Linked DNA regions of Mus musculus: regions 1, 2 and 3 are each linked to region 4. The links are chromatin contacts, called in public HiChIP or PLAC-seq and promoter capture Hi-C maps. All regions are on one chromosome and are shown on one strand. The core of a region is the stretch at or near the end of the contact, and the rest is flanking DNA. Distances in the headings are between cores, read along the strand shown.

What was found. Promoter capture Hi-C pulls out the DNA fragments that hold promoters and counts their contacts. HiChIP or PLAC-seq counts read pairs in DNA pulled down with a chosen protein or histone mark.
Region 1: an H3K27ac HiChIP or PLAC-seq map of extraembryonic endoderm stem cells shows a contact between it and region 4, with 2.9 times the contacts expected there. The contact joins the enhancer-like site here to the promoter of Tube1 in region 4. A contact is called at or near these places in 2 of 39 promoter capture datasets (embryonic stem cells and liver), 6 of 115 datasets of contacts at active chromatin or transcription factors (bone marrow-derived macrophages, embryonic stem cells, extraembryonic endoderm stem cells and 3 more) and 3 of 9 other capture datasets (adipose tissue, liver and macrophages).
Region 2: a promoter capture Hi-C map of embryonic stem cells shows a contact between it and region 4, with 3 times the contacts expected there. The contact joins the promoter of Traf3ip2 here to the promoter of Tube1 in region 4. A contact is called at or near these places in 17 of 39 promoter capture datasets (the 3T3-L1 cell line, the C10 cell line, the HPC-7 cell line and 10 more), 1 of 15 datasets of contacts at CTCF or cohesin (the NIH/3T3 cell line), 1 of 484 Hi-C or Micro-C datasets (bone marrow-derived macrophages), 10 of 115 datasets of contacts at active chromatin or transcription factors (the SCID.adh cell line, bone marrow-derived macrophages, double positive thymocytes and 6 more) and 4 of 9 other capture datasets (adipose tissue, embryonic stem cells, liver and 1 more).
Region 3: a contact with region 4 is called in a promoter capture Hi-C map of stem cell-derived epiblast-like cells, with 2.5 times the contacts expected there. The contact joins the enhancer-like site here to the promoter of Tube1 in region 4. A contact is called at or near these places in 10 of 39 promoter capture datasets (the 3T3-L1 cell line, the C10 cell line, the SN4741 cell line and 6 more), 4 of 115 datasets of contacts at active chromatin or transcription factors (bone marrow-derived macrophages, double positive thymocytes, embryonic stem cells and 1 more) and 1 of 9 other capture datasets (liver).

What each region holds. Positions count from the first base shown.
Region 1 is chr10:39,551,305-39,554,421 of GRCm38.p6, forward strand. Fyn (Fyn proto-oncogene) reads left to right here. Exons shown (of 14, transcript NM_001122893.1): 13 at 83-214. Among named protein-coding and RNA genes, the nearest start is that of Gm40627, 37 kb to the right of the region's middle. Within about 2 kb of position 1,292, at least 79 of the 459 cell types and tissues checked have an H3K27ac peak or open chromatin away from gene starts, as enhancers often do. A contact at or near this core is called in extraembryonic endoderm stem cells, where this site is marked.
Region 2 is chr10:39,611,201-39,614,276 of GRCm38.p6, forward strand. Traf3ip2 (TRAF3 interacting protein 2) reads left to right here and starts at 1,734. Exons shown (of 9, transcript NM_134000.3): 1 at 1,734-2,146. It overlaps Gm16364 (predicted gene 16364), which reads right to left and starts at 2,482. Exons shown (of 6, transcript NR_152259.1): 1 at 2,284-2,482.
Region 3 is chr10:39,593,143-39,596,263 of GRCm38.p6, forward strand. All of the region lies in intron 2 of Gm16364 (predicted gene 16364), which reads right to left. Gm40627 (predicted gene, 40627) reads left to right here. Exons shown (of 4, transcript NR_166645.1): 3 at 2,497-2,831. Among named protein-coding and RNA genes, the nearest start is that of Gm40627, 4.4 kb to the left of the region's middle. Within about 2 kb of position 1,754, at least 18 of the 459 cell types and tissues checked have an H3K27ac peak or open chromatin away from gene starts, as enhancers often do. A contact at or near this core is called in stem cell-derived epiblast-like cells, where this site is marked.
Region 4 is chr10:39,132,340-39,135,311 of GRCm38.p6, forward strand. It overlaps Tube1 (tubulin, epsilon 1), which reads left to right and starts at 1,684. Exons shown (of 12, transcript NM_028006.2): 1 at 1,684-1,768; 2 at 1,867-1,940; 3 at 2,649-2,701. The coding sequence starts at 1,744. It overlaps Fam229b (family with sequence similarity 229, member B), which reads right to left and starts at 1,567. Exons shown (of 5, transcript NM_183254.2): 1 at 1,484-1,567; 2 at 1-39.

The sequences.
Region 1 (3,117 bases), core at 42-2,541, 420 kb after region 4:
ATGACTTTCCAATACTTCGTCTTCCCTCTTCACCCCAGTGTAGGATCTCCGGCTCGTGAGTAACCGCGTCTCCATTCTGCAGGTGCGAAGTTTCCCATTAAGTGGACAGCCCCCGAAGCGGCCCTGTATGGAAGGTTCACAATCAAGTCTGACGTATGGTCTTTTGGAATCTTACTCACAGAGCTGGTCACCAAAGGAAGAGTGCCATACCCAGGTAAGGACACAGACCCGAGAAACGGTTTGTCTGTTGGGTTCTATTTTAACTTCATTTTACAGGAGTCTTGCCCAGCTGCCTTTCTAAGCCCTGTGCTCAGCCTTCTGCCAAGGTATTTAGCCAGGGGAATGCAGAACTCAGAATTGCCGTGACCTGTACACCAAATTCAATGTGCTAAGCAGCTGGTATAAATGTTCCAGTTCCCACAGGTCATGGAATTTGTCCTGTCTCAGTAGGTGCATGTGTCATGGCTCCCACAGCAGAAATGTCCCTGGCAGAGCCTGTGCCCAAATGGAGCTTGTAGACACGTCTGGGAAAGGGAAGGAGAAAGGGTCCTGTTGCCTTTTGATCTCGTAGCACTGACCCACAGAGCAAGCCTGGCAGGAAGATGCCCGTCCTGTTCTCTCTGAGGCTCCAGCCCCAGATGGCCCCAGGCGGAGGTGCAGGAAAGGCAGTTTAGGCTGACCAACCCATTCTCTGCCTGTGGCTGAATGGCCAAGATACACAAAATGGAGTGTATTATGAGGGTGCGGGGGCCTCTGGGAGCCTGCAGTTGTTCTGGGCTGTCAGATGCTCCCTCTGTGAAGAAGCTGTGGGTTAAGGTTGCCCATGCTTAAATTCATTAACTTAGCCAGACGGAGACATAAAGGACACGCACCATTTCGCCTCCACACTTTACTGGTTTCAGGGCAGGGACGGTCTGCTTTGTGAAATGTTAAGGACATATTTTTCAGTTACTGCTGAGCAAAGAAAGAGCATAGCTGGCTCACTCCCTTCATTCCCTGCCTCTTAAAAAGGGAGAAAAGAAAAGGCCCACAGTGATGGCACCGATAGTAGAGATTAATGAGGAATGTAGGGCTCTTGCAAATCCTGGGCTTGTAATCATATCTCTGCAGTCAGAGGAGCCAGCGAGAGCCGATTAATTTGTAATCCCTTTGTTCATTTTGTCTGATTGTTTCTGGTCATCATCAGAGAACAGAGAAGTGTTCATAAAGAGCCCCTCTGTCTAGGCTAGTACAGCCTCAAGACCTCTAAGGGAGGAAGATTGGCACTGAGGCAGGATTCACAAGTGCCAGGCTCTGAAGCCCCAGCCCAGCATTGGGAGGTGTGGGTGTGTGCGTCTTCTTTATTGCTGCTGCTGCTGCTGCTGTGGCTGCGGCTGCTGCAGCGGCTGCTGCTTCCGGCATGCACAAGTGGGCAGACACTCTGGGAATAGTCAACTGGCAGAGAAGAAAGGGCTGCCCAGGAGGGGGTGGGGCCCAGCAGGGGTGCTTTTGAATTGCTTCTCAAGGATGAAAATATACCGTCTCCAGGTTTTAAAAGTGAGAAGGCACTTTTTAAAAATTATTATTGTCTATATTTTGAACTAATTTCTTCCTGATCTCCCCAGGTTTATAGACACCCGGTGTGTTAAAAGCAATCACAGGAAAAGGTTAATGTTGTTTTGCATTTCCGTGAAGCTTTCTCTTACAGTAACACAAAGATGCTTTTTGTTCTTGGGTCACACACACACACACACACACACACACACACACAGAGGCCAAGACAAAGAGGTGGGTGTGGGGGCTCAGAAGAGGAAGTATTTGGAGACCGGGGTTTTGTCAGGTTGGGTTTTAGCACAAAGAAAATAACCTAGGTTTACAAGTCTGAGTGGATGCCTTCACTCAGCATCATTTTGTGTGGCCTGGCCTAGCATTTGTTCCCTTGGGAAGTAGCACAAATGAGCCATTCAGCTCTCAGGTGGCACTGATGAGTTCCTGTCCCCGAGCAGGTACTATTCGAGCTGGAGGGAAAACCATGAGCCACTAAATAGTCCTGCCCTCACGGAGCGTTACTGCGGGAGAGTGTTTGTGCCGTGCTTATGGAGGGGAGGTTACTTAGATGGGCAGACTGTGTGTGCTCCCCGACCTGAGTTCTCATTATATATATGGCAGAATCGGGGACACAAGATAGCCCTTCATTGAGAGACCCATGAAGAGAGCAGAGGAGTTAAGTGAGAACTGGGTCCAGCAGAGTATGTGTATTTACTATGCCTTCCATGACTGCAGCTGCCTGCAGGGGCCATGGGCAAGGGAGAAGGCAAGTAAATGAGACCATGGAGAGCAAGAGGCTCGCTCACGATGAACAAGATGTGTCGTCCTGCCTGTCACCCGGAAAAGCTGCAGAGACTGTAGGGAGGGTCTGAGACGATGGATGAGGTGACGTCCTTGATGGCCTTAGAAAGGGGACCGAGCCAGTTGTGAGGGGTCTGTGTGCTGCCGTGAAGAGCCATTGGAGCCTGGCAGGTTGACTTGATGGCCCAGAGAGCTGCCTGCAGCAGAGAGGCCATTCCAGACCTGTTCTCATAGCCACGGACACTGCTTAGTTTTATTTTGTAACTCAGCTACTCAGTTGGGCTTCTGAAAGTGACAGAAACTCTAAGGGAGGAGCTCCTGCAGAGACATTATAGTTACAGGGTTGCTAGCCTAGCAGAGGGTAGCACTTAGCATTGTCCACATGTCACCATGGTTGTCGCTGTGGCCCAGTCGGCCAGCCTGTGCTGAGTGCTCACCTTGCTTCAGCCCTCCTGCACTGGATCTCCCATTCCCTGCTGGTGGGAGTCCAGGAGAAAGTCCAGGTCTCTGTGTATCAGATGCTTCCATTATGCACTTTGACACACTAATTTCTCAGTTTCCTAGAACATATTTTCATGTAATTCTCTTCTCAAGAATGGAAGGTGGTGATAAACTTGCCTGAGTTCTTTCATACCTGAGATTGGCCCTTTGTCCCCACGTCACATAGGAAAGTGCTCTGGCTCATAAGTGACAGTGAAAGGAGATGGGGGCTGACTTACAAATGAGCTTGGCAAAGATCCCCAGACATTTCCACCCAGCATGTAAGTCAGTGCAGTCAGCGTAGAAGGG
Region 2 (3,076 bases), core at 484-2,983, 480 kb after region 4:
GAGCTGCTCCCTGGAGGTTACACACGAGCATCCAGACAGCAGTGGATAGCATCTGGGAACCTGAGATGTTGATGTCCCAGTCCTCAGGCATGGCCTCTGTCATTCCTTTCAGTCTAAGCTTGCCAGGCATGCGCAGACAGAAGTTTCTCGGCGCAGGAGACTCTCTATAAACAGTTTACATCCTTGGGCTGCTTTCCAGGAGGGGCCCAGCAGATGCTCTCAGCAAGGAGCTGTTATCCCATTCCCCAAACTCAGGATGGATTCAGAGAGGAGGGGTGCCCAGCAACCTCAGACAAGCCTTAGGCTTGCTGCCTTTCCCCCAGGCCACAGCTCTCATTGGGTGGAGACTGGCTGTCCTGACTCCTCATGGAAAGGGTTCCAAAGGCAGAGGTTTCCAGAAACTACTCTGAGGCTCATCTCAGCCCATTTAAGGACAGCTATGAGAAATGAGTTCATCTTCTCTCCTCTACCACCCCTTCCATGCCTTCCTTTCCTGTTCTCCTTTCAATGCTGACAGCTGCCCCTCCCCAATTACCCTCGTTTCAGCCACTCCACAAGGAGTGTTGTTTTCCCCCAACCCCTAAGATCTAATAATAATGTTCGAGGCAGAAAGTTCAAGGCTGAGCTAATAAATATGGGACTATCAGGCCTGTGTTACCAGGCTCAGCTACAGCCATTTCTGACGTGATGATCCAACAGGTATACAGTGACTGCCTACAATGTCATAAGCAGTGTCCTACATGCTGGGGACACCTCTCTCTCTCTGTCACTACATATATATATATATATTGTCAAGAATAATGTTTTATTAAATAATTTCTCAAAGCCACCTTCCCATGTTTGTACAAATAATACAAATGAATACAAATTTTCATTGTTTTAACAGCTAAGTAGTACTTCATTGTAAGAACACACCACAATGTGTACCACTTTATTATAAAGTTTTAAAAACAAGCCACATTCCCTTTGTTTATAATGTGTGGTACAACTTTAAGTGTAATACTTAGGCAGACCTGGGGCAATCTGATTGAGGACATTTTGGGCAATGTTCCCTATGCAAGAGTGGAGAGACTGGACTGGCTCAGTCTGAGACACTTTCTATGGTAGAGGGGGGAAGTTCAGTGGCTGCGATCAGTGCTGGCTGGTGGCCTGAGAGTTCACACCCGGACTGGCTCCCATCACCCTCCAGTGCTTTAGAAATAACCTGGATTTATATTACCCACACATAGCATGGTGCCATTGTTCTGCCTCCAGGATCCCTGTCTGTGCAATAAATTCTGTAGTGTACTGAATAAACAAAGGGAAAAGAAAGAAATAAACTTAAGATTGTGAAATGAGAGCCAGGCAGTGGTGGCACATGCCTTTAATCCCAGCGTTAGGAGGCAGAGGCAGGGGGATTTCTGAGTTCGAGGCCAGCCTGATCTAGAGAGTGAGTTCCAGGACAGCCAGGGCTACACAGAGAAACCCTGTCTCGAAAACAAAAACAAACAAAAAAGCAAAACAAACAAAAACCCAAATCAAAAGATTGTGAAATGAGAAGTCAGAGGTGTGTGTGTGTGTGTGTGTGTGTGTGTGTGTGTGTGTGTGTGTGTGATACAGTCCTGCACAGGGCTGTAGGCAGTGAATCCTTTGCCCCATAGTTACAGGCAGCAAATCTGTTTTGGTGAGTTAAAAAACACAGTTAAAAGTTCTTGCTTCATATTCCCTCCCATTATCAGGCCCAGGCTCGTTTGAAGCTGCTCAAGAATAAGCAGTGTGAAGACCGCAAGTTCTGTCTCCGGGAGACACCTTCTCAGGCGCTGCAGTAACCCAGAAGCCCGGGGCATTCCTCACAGTTTCTTATCTGGGTGGTAAAAGCAGGATGCAGCCTAATTGGTTGCTGGTTCTCTCTGGTGAACGCAAGAGGTTTCTGTTTTAAGAAATAAAGTGACTTCTTGGCGGTTGATTCACTGCCCCACGGGGAGAGGCTGAGCAGAGGCTTCCTCTCCGTAGAGATTTGCATACAGCATCCACTTCCTGCTCGAGAGCCTGCTCCACCACTTACCTGGGACTGGAGAGGGCGAGGGAGGTCTGAGCGGCCCAAGGTGGATCCCCGTGAGCAGAGCCAGCGACCACCCCCTGGGCCGTCTGTCGGTGGCGATCTTAGGTAAGTGAACTCACTGGTGCCTGGCTGCTCTGACCTCTTTAACCACTGGCCGGCTTTCCAGTCCACTGGCTTCTCTGTTGCCACAAGGTCCTGATCTCACTTCCCTCCGCCCTCCGCCCTCATGCCCCCACCTTTACCTTGTCCATCTGGAGGCCAGTTTGAGCTGAGACTGTGACAGAGTTCCAGCAGGAATGTGGCGCCAGTTTAGGGTTTCTCTCGGGCAGGCCTGGCTGAGTTTAACTCTATAAGGAGAGGCACACAGCACTACACGCTGCCGGGTTGGAGTTTTCAGTACTCATAGTCAGCCATCAAGAAATCAAAGTACGCAGTGAGTTCAGGGCCAGCCTGGGTGACGTAGCAAGAACCTGTCTTTAAAAACGAATCAAAACTGTTTCTCCAAGGAGGGAGCCATGGTAGAAAGGATTAAGTACTTGGCTTTCAGCCCAAGACACGTCAGGGACTGCGGGAAGGCCAACTCCCAGTTTTTCTCTATTTTATGCTGGGGGAAAATACCAGCCTCACATTCTTGGGTCAGAAAGTGCTCGCCGCCCCCCCCCCACATTCCCCCCCCCCCCAGGCCTCCATTTCCTTTAGCCAGTGGTTTGCTGGGTCTGGATGGTGCTGGGGAGGCCAGAGAAGAAACACTGGATCTTGGAAGCTGCCTTCTCTGTGACTTCCTAGTTCACAGTGGCCTCTTAGACTAGAGACTTTTTCTAAGGGTGTCGTGGAAAGAAACCAAATTAGTAATTGAAAAAAGCAGAAAACGTGCTTCCAAGTTCTCCCTCCACTTTGGTGTGGGTGCATCTCTTAGGCAATTCTCTTTGGCTCCCAGATGCCTGGATTTCTTCATCCACAAAGTGTGTGTGTGTGTGTGTGTGTGTGTGTGTGTGTGTATACATATGTGTGCACTCACACACTAACATGATTATG
Region 3 (3,121 bases), core at 504-3,003, 460 kb after region 4:
TGTTGTGGACACCAAATACCCCAATACTTTGTAACGGCTTAGCCCATGCTGGCCTTGACTTGTGGTGACTGAAGGACTAAGGGAAGAGAGAGTATACCCTGGAATGGGGTGAAGCAAGAGAGAGAGCATGTGTAAGGCCCCAACTCAGTGTGTTTCTTAGACCCCTAGAAACGAAGCCCAGCATGGAGTTCTTTCCCACCCAGGCGCCTGACCCATAGTGTAAGGGACCATGAACGTTTACCAAAAATAGCCTGTAACCTTTCCATGAGAGATGAGCTGTAATTCACCATCCCCATTTTTACGATGTTTATTCAACTTCCCCAGTCTTTGTGATCTTATCCTCCCCTCACTTTACGGTTTATTCTTTAAAGACCCTGTGTGGGTTACAAGCTCGGCCTCAGCATGCTGATTCCCAAATAAACCTCATGGGATATTGCATCGGGCATCGGCTCATCCTGGGACTTCAGCATGGGTCTCCCCAAAACGGGGTCTTTCACATGAAGGATTCATCTTGATGGGAAAACCCCCCATCAGACAAGGAAATCAAGAGTTTAGGCACAGAAGGATGTAGGTTCCAATACAGACCCAGTTGCCTTCCTTTTTGGTCCATCATTCCTGAATGCTGCTGTCAGCCACATGGTCTCTAACAGTTCCCACCAGTATTCCACTTATGTTCTAACCTATGATGAAGGAAGGAAAAGAGGTCTGTGTGACTCCAGAGCCCCACACAACACATCTCAGAGATTCTTGATCAGGACACAGCACCATGCCTAGCCACAGGGAAGGCTGAGGAAGGCAGTCAGTCTTTCCTCTGGGTAGCAGTTTACCTGACTAACTATTCGAATACTGTGGAGGAAGTAAGGAGTGGGCTCTAGGCTTCATCTGTTAGCCTTCTGGTGAAGAGCCAGTCACCTTACCCTCCAAGGAGGACCCAGGTGAACCTACAGGGTCAGCTGGCACATCTTCAAGGAACAGAGGGCCTGTGAAGGCTGTTCCCACAGAGGTCAGAAAACCAGGTATGGACCTTAGGGCCTATTCTCACTTAACAAGTATGATGGTTTGTATATGCCTGGCCCAAGGAATGACACTATTTAGAGGTGTTGCCTTGTTGGAGTAGGTGTGACTTTGTTGGAGTAGGTGTGTCACTGTAGGTATGGGCTTTAAGACCCTACTCATAGCTGCCTGGAATCAAGTCTTCCACTAGCAGCCTTCAGATAAAGATGGAGAACTCTCAACTCTACCTGCACCATGCCTGCCTGGATGCTGCCATGCTTCCACCTTGATGATAATAGACTGAACCTCTGAAAGCCAGATCCAACTAAATGTTGTCCTTATAAGAGTTGCCTTGGATATGGTGTCTGCTCAGAGCAGTAAAACCCTAACTAAGACAAGAGTAAGAGTACTACAGAGAGGACCAAACTACTGGACTGAACAAAAAGAGCTCAAGTTTCCCTCTCCCTCTCCCTCTCCCTCTCCCTCTCCCTCTCCCTCTCCCTCTCCCTCTCCCTCTCCCTCTCCCTCTCCCTCTCCCTCTCTTTCTCTGTGTACAAGCTTGCACATATGTGTGTGCAGATGTGCATTGTACATTAATCTGTATGCATGGTACATGTACAGGTCAGAGGGTGCAGTTTACCACGCTTTGAGACTGAGTCTCACTAATCTGAAAACTGCCAAGCCAGGCTGACAGGCCAGAGTGCCTGGGGGAACTGATGGCTCCATTTCCCTAGTACTGGGAACTGTGCCCTTCCCCCTAGCCTTGAGTGGCCTAAATCAGACCTTGTTTGTCACAGTTCCCTAGCCCACCTAGGGTGGAGTCTTCTGACCTAGGTGAAGTCTATTGTCCTGCCACTACCTGCTGAGAGGCTGAGCTTGTTTTCCCCAGGAGATCCTGGCAAAGTGGGGGGATGGGTTTCCCCCTTTAAATTCAGACTTAAGAATTAAACATTGGGCCTTGATCAGAAACTTTGTCTTGGTCTCATTCCTCTCTTGTCTGTCCTTCCTATCCATCCCCAGCTCTCCTTCCAGATACCCAGTTCTCCATGGCCACTGGTAGCTACCAGAAACCATTGCAACCATGAACCACCATGTCTGGTTCATTTTGTGGGGGGAGGGGGAGGGGTCCTGAAGATCAAAGTCAGATCCTCATGCCCACAAGGCAGCAACTGAGTTATCTCCCTAGCCCCTGGGTCAACCTTACAAAGACCATAGGTCCTTTCCTCTCAGTCCAGTGGGGAGGAGTTTTAGGAGCTTTGGGGGGCTTTGGGGAGGGTGTGCATGTTAAGTGCAATTTCTCTCTCTGTGTCTCTGTCTATCTCTGCCCAAGAGTCGTCCTCTTGGCCTTCTGCTTGTAAACTGCAATTCTAAGAATGTCTCTTTTATAAATTGCATTACTAGCTGTGTTTACTCTTTCTTCTCCATGTAGTCTGCCAAAAGTAGGCAGAGCTGAGAGGAGAAAATGTCTTAAATTGATGGAATAAACAATTTTTCTTCTTCTAGGAAGGCGCCAAGCTTACAGATGAGGATGGCTCTGCCAAGCTCAGGTTTGCCTGTCGTGATCTCCACCATCACCTTGTCCCCAGAGGGACCACCAGGCAAGGCAGGGCAGAGCCCAGGAGAGACCAAAGGCCCTTGGGAGGCTCAGCTCCTGTTATAGGGAAACTGGGGTTTCCTTTTGTGGATTCTGAGACAAAATAATTTCAGATAGACTCAGAGGGAAGCTTGTGGACTCTTTTATTGGCGCTCAGGAGTAAACCACAAGGTCAGGAAGCTACAAACCTCAACTGCTGCCTGGAAAGGGGAGCTGGAGAGGAGAGCATGACATGCCTTCCGAGGTAGGTTTCAGGAGAGTTGGCAGGTTCTGCAAGGAAGGGCGCCAAGTAACTGGGGCTTGGAGGGGGTTAAAGAAAGAGAGTGTACAGAGGTTGGAAGCAGGAGGAGGTTTTGGCCTTTAGCCAAAGATGAGACAAGGGGAAAGGAGAAGTTACAGTTTTGGAGTTAGAACTGGGGAAAGCAGGCTGTCTTAGTAGGAAAGATCTGCAAACAGCTGGACTGAGGGAGGGACTTCTCAGGGAGGTACACACATGTTATCTCATTAAGAGAATAATTATTTCCCCCATCTCTG
Region 4 (2,972 bases), core at 434-2,933:
CTTCTGGAGAATGACAGGAACTACAGCATGGGCAGAGCTCTGCAAAGGCCAGAACACCACGGGCGTTAGCACCAGAATCTATAGATTCGACCTAATAACATCACAGCCCACATATTTGTCCATGTTTGGCAAACTTTGGAAACCCCAGATTTGGGGACTTCAATATTAAGACCCAAAGTGTCTGACTACCTTTATCACAGATTGCATGCTTACCAAGAAGCGGGTAAGAGTAAATCCAGCAATTTCTAATTTTTCCTGGCTAAAATCTGCCCCCTTAGTTACAAGAGATGTAAGACACCCAAAGAGAAACATGGAAAGGCCTCTGCAATACATACACCCCACTACAACGTCAAAATTCACATCTTTCAAAACTGTGTAATAACAAACTAAGCTGTATCCTGGCGGCTGAATAAGGTATTCTAACCAATCAATCAATTATTGTGGCTCTTATCATGTTATATATCATATTACATATCATGACAAATTAATAGCAAGTATAATTTAACTTTTGCTAAATGAAGATTAAAGGTTTTGTAGTTTCTCAGAATTTCTGTGGAAAATATTAACTTCATTAAAGCATTAAAGTTAGTGAGGGGATTTGTGTGTGTGCACACTTATGGAAACAAGATGTGAAACATGAAGTGTTTTCCTTAGTTATCCTTCATCTTACTTTGTAAGACATTGTCTCCTATTGAGCCCTGAATCTGACACTCACAGTTTCAGCTAGACTCTGTGGATCTCCCTTCTCCAGCCTTCCAAGCCTAGAGTTACAGGCTCCCAGATTTTTGTTAAGTGCTGGGGTCTGCATTTATGTCCCCGTGCTTCAGAGACAAGCATTTTACTGACTGGGCCATCTCTCCAGCCTAAATTCTTAATTTAGTTCTTAATTAAAGCCTCATTTAATTTGCCCAGTAAAAATTCAATTTCTGAAAAATAACCTTTTTTTCCCCTTTCGAACTTCGTGCCCCACCCCTGCCTTTAAAAAATCTCGTCTACATTGTTCATACATCAAATCAAACGCCTTAACTTTTAACCCATCTTTTCTTTTCCTAGACCCTTGTTCATTGAATATTATGGCTCTCCTTGTCAGCGCCATGTAATATTTTAGGTCATATCTTTTGAGTGCATCGAGTGTATCTTCAATGGCATTGCCGGCTGTTGGAAGTTGGATTTGTGTAGATGTTTTGAATTATCCAGAAATCTTAAGTTTGAAGAGTGCATCGCTTTGGCCTCTGAACTTAGCTGTGGTATTTGGTCGGAGTGTACCTAGCTTCCCTTGTTCCCAGATAAGCCTATTTGTCTGGGGTGTCTCTGTGTTCCTCCACATTCGTTTTCTGTTAGATAACGACACTAGCGGGCATCATCCTGAGAAATCGGACCCACTGTCCTGGCTGTTTAGGCTGTGAGCCTCTCAAAGCCCGTGATCAAAGTTAAAGTCCCTTATCTTAAATGCCTCTCTGAAACCTAGTTACCCGTCAGTTACCAGGGCCTCCGGAGCTGCAGATGCTCAAGGATGTTGACAGGGCAGCTAGGATTTACCTGCCGGAGGCCCAGTCGCTATGGTAACGGCTAGCCGCAAATGTGCTTGCGCAGAAGTCCTGGCCGTAAAGAAACAAGGGCATTACGACATTGGCTACTTGCGGCAGCGACGTGACTTAAGGCCGCCCCTCGTAGGGCGTCGTTGAGCTCGAAAGCTAAGGCGGGAGTTTGGGCGGGAGTGCTCCTGCTGGTCCTCCCGGCGGAATGACCCAGTCGGTGGTCGTACAGGGTGAGCTACCCCCGTCCGCGGGGACCGGGTCGCTGCGGAGCCAGTCACCTGGTTGCCTTCCTAATGCACCTCTCTCTCTTCCTCGCTACTGGCTGCAGTCGGACAGTGCGGGAACCAGATCGGCTGCTGCTTCTGGGACCTGGCGCTGAGGGAGCACGCAGCGGTCAACCAGGTACCCGCCCCTCCTGCCTGTCACCCGGGCCTGCCAGAGTTCACATGAGGTTTGGGGAGGGGTGCTTTGGATCCTGCTACGGGGCCCTGGCTGACCTGGGACTTGCTGTGTAGATCATGTTCTGGAATTTGCAGCGATCCATCTGTCTCTGCATCCCCAGGACTACCACTATCATGCCCAGATTACTTGGGCTTTTTAATCAGTACCATAAATTGCATAGGATCTTCTCATACCGGTCGTGGCTAGTTTCTTTTTAAACGTGTTGCTGTAAGTCACAGGCAGAAGGCACTTGTCAGGAGTTTGGTCTTAAGTTTCCCTGATCTTTAGCAGTCTCCTCCTCCTCCTCCTCCTCCTCCTCCTCCTCCTCCTCCTCCTCCTCCTCCTCCTGTTGTTGTTGTTGTTGTTGTTGTTTTGAAAGACAGTAGATGCTATAGATGAAAGCACTATAAAGTAGGTAAATACATCAAACGACCAAGAATCCCAAGAAATTCCCACTTGGAGTACCAGCTGTATAATCCTACAGGGTGTGCTTTTTTCATCACTGTTAAACTTAGTCAGGGGTTCTCTTGGCATTTTACCTTTAGATGTAATTGGAAGAGTCGACCTAGGTTTCTTTTTCTTAGAGCCCCTTCAGCGTTGTAGAGTTGCTACAGCTAAAAGGGTTTTAGAGAAAATAAACGTAAATGCTATAGTTTGTTTTGTTTCTAGAAAGGAATTTATGACGACGCTATAAGCAGCTTCTTCAGGAATGTGGATACCAGGTAAGTGGGTGAGTCTGTCTCCGCTTGGTAGGACGCCTCCTTTCCCTGTCAGCAGAATCTTAGAGGATAAGGAAACAGTTGCCAGCTAGGACGGTGTCTGCTGTTCTGATCAAAGCGTATTCTCATAGCCCATTTTCATACCATTCTGCAGAACAGCGCGCTTCCTTGATAGACTTCCGTAAGAAGCCAAAAAGAACCTTTAAAGGGACTCCCAGTAACTTTGAAAACCTGACGTTTTCACTGAGGGTGCCTGCCCACTATGGTATGAGTC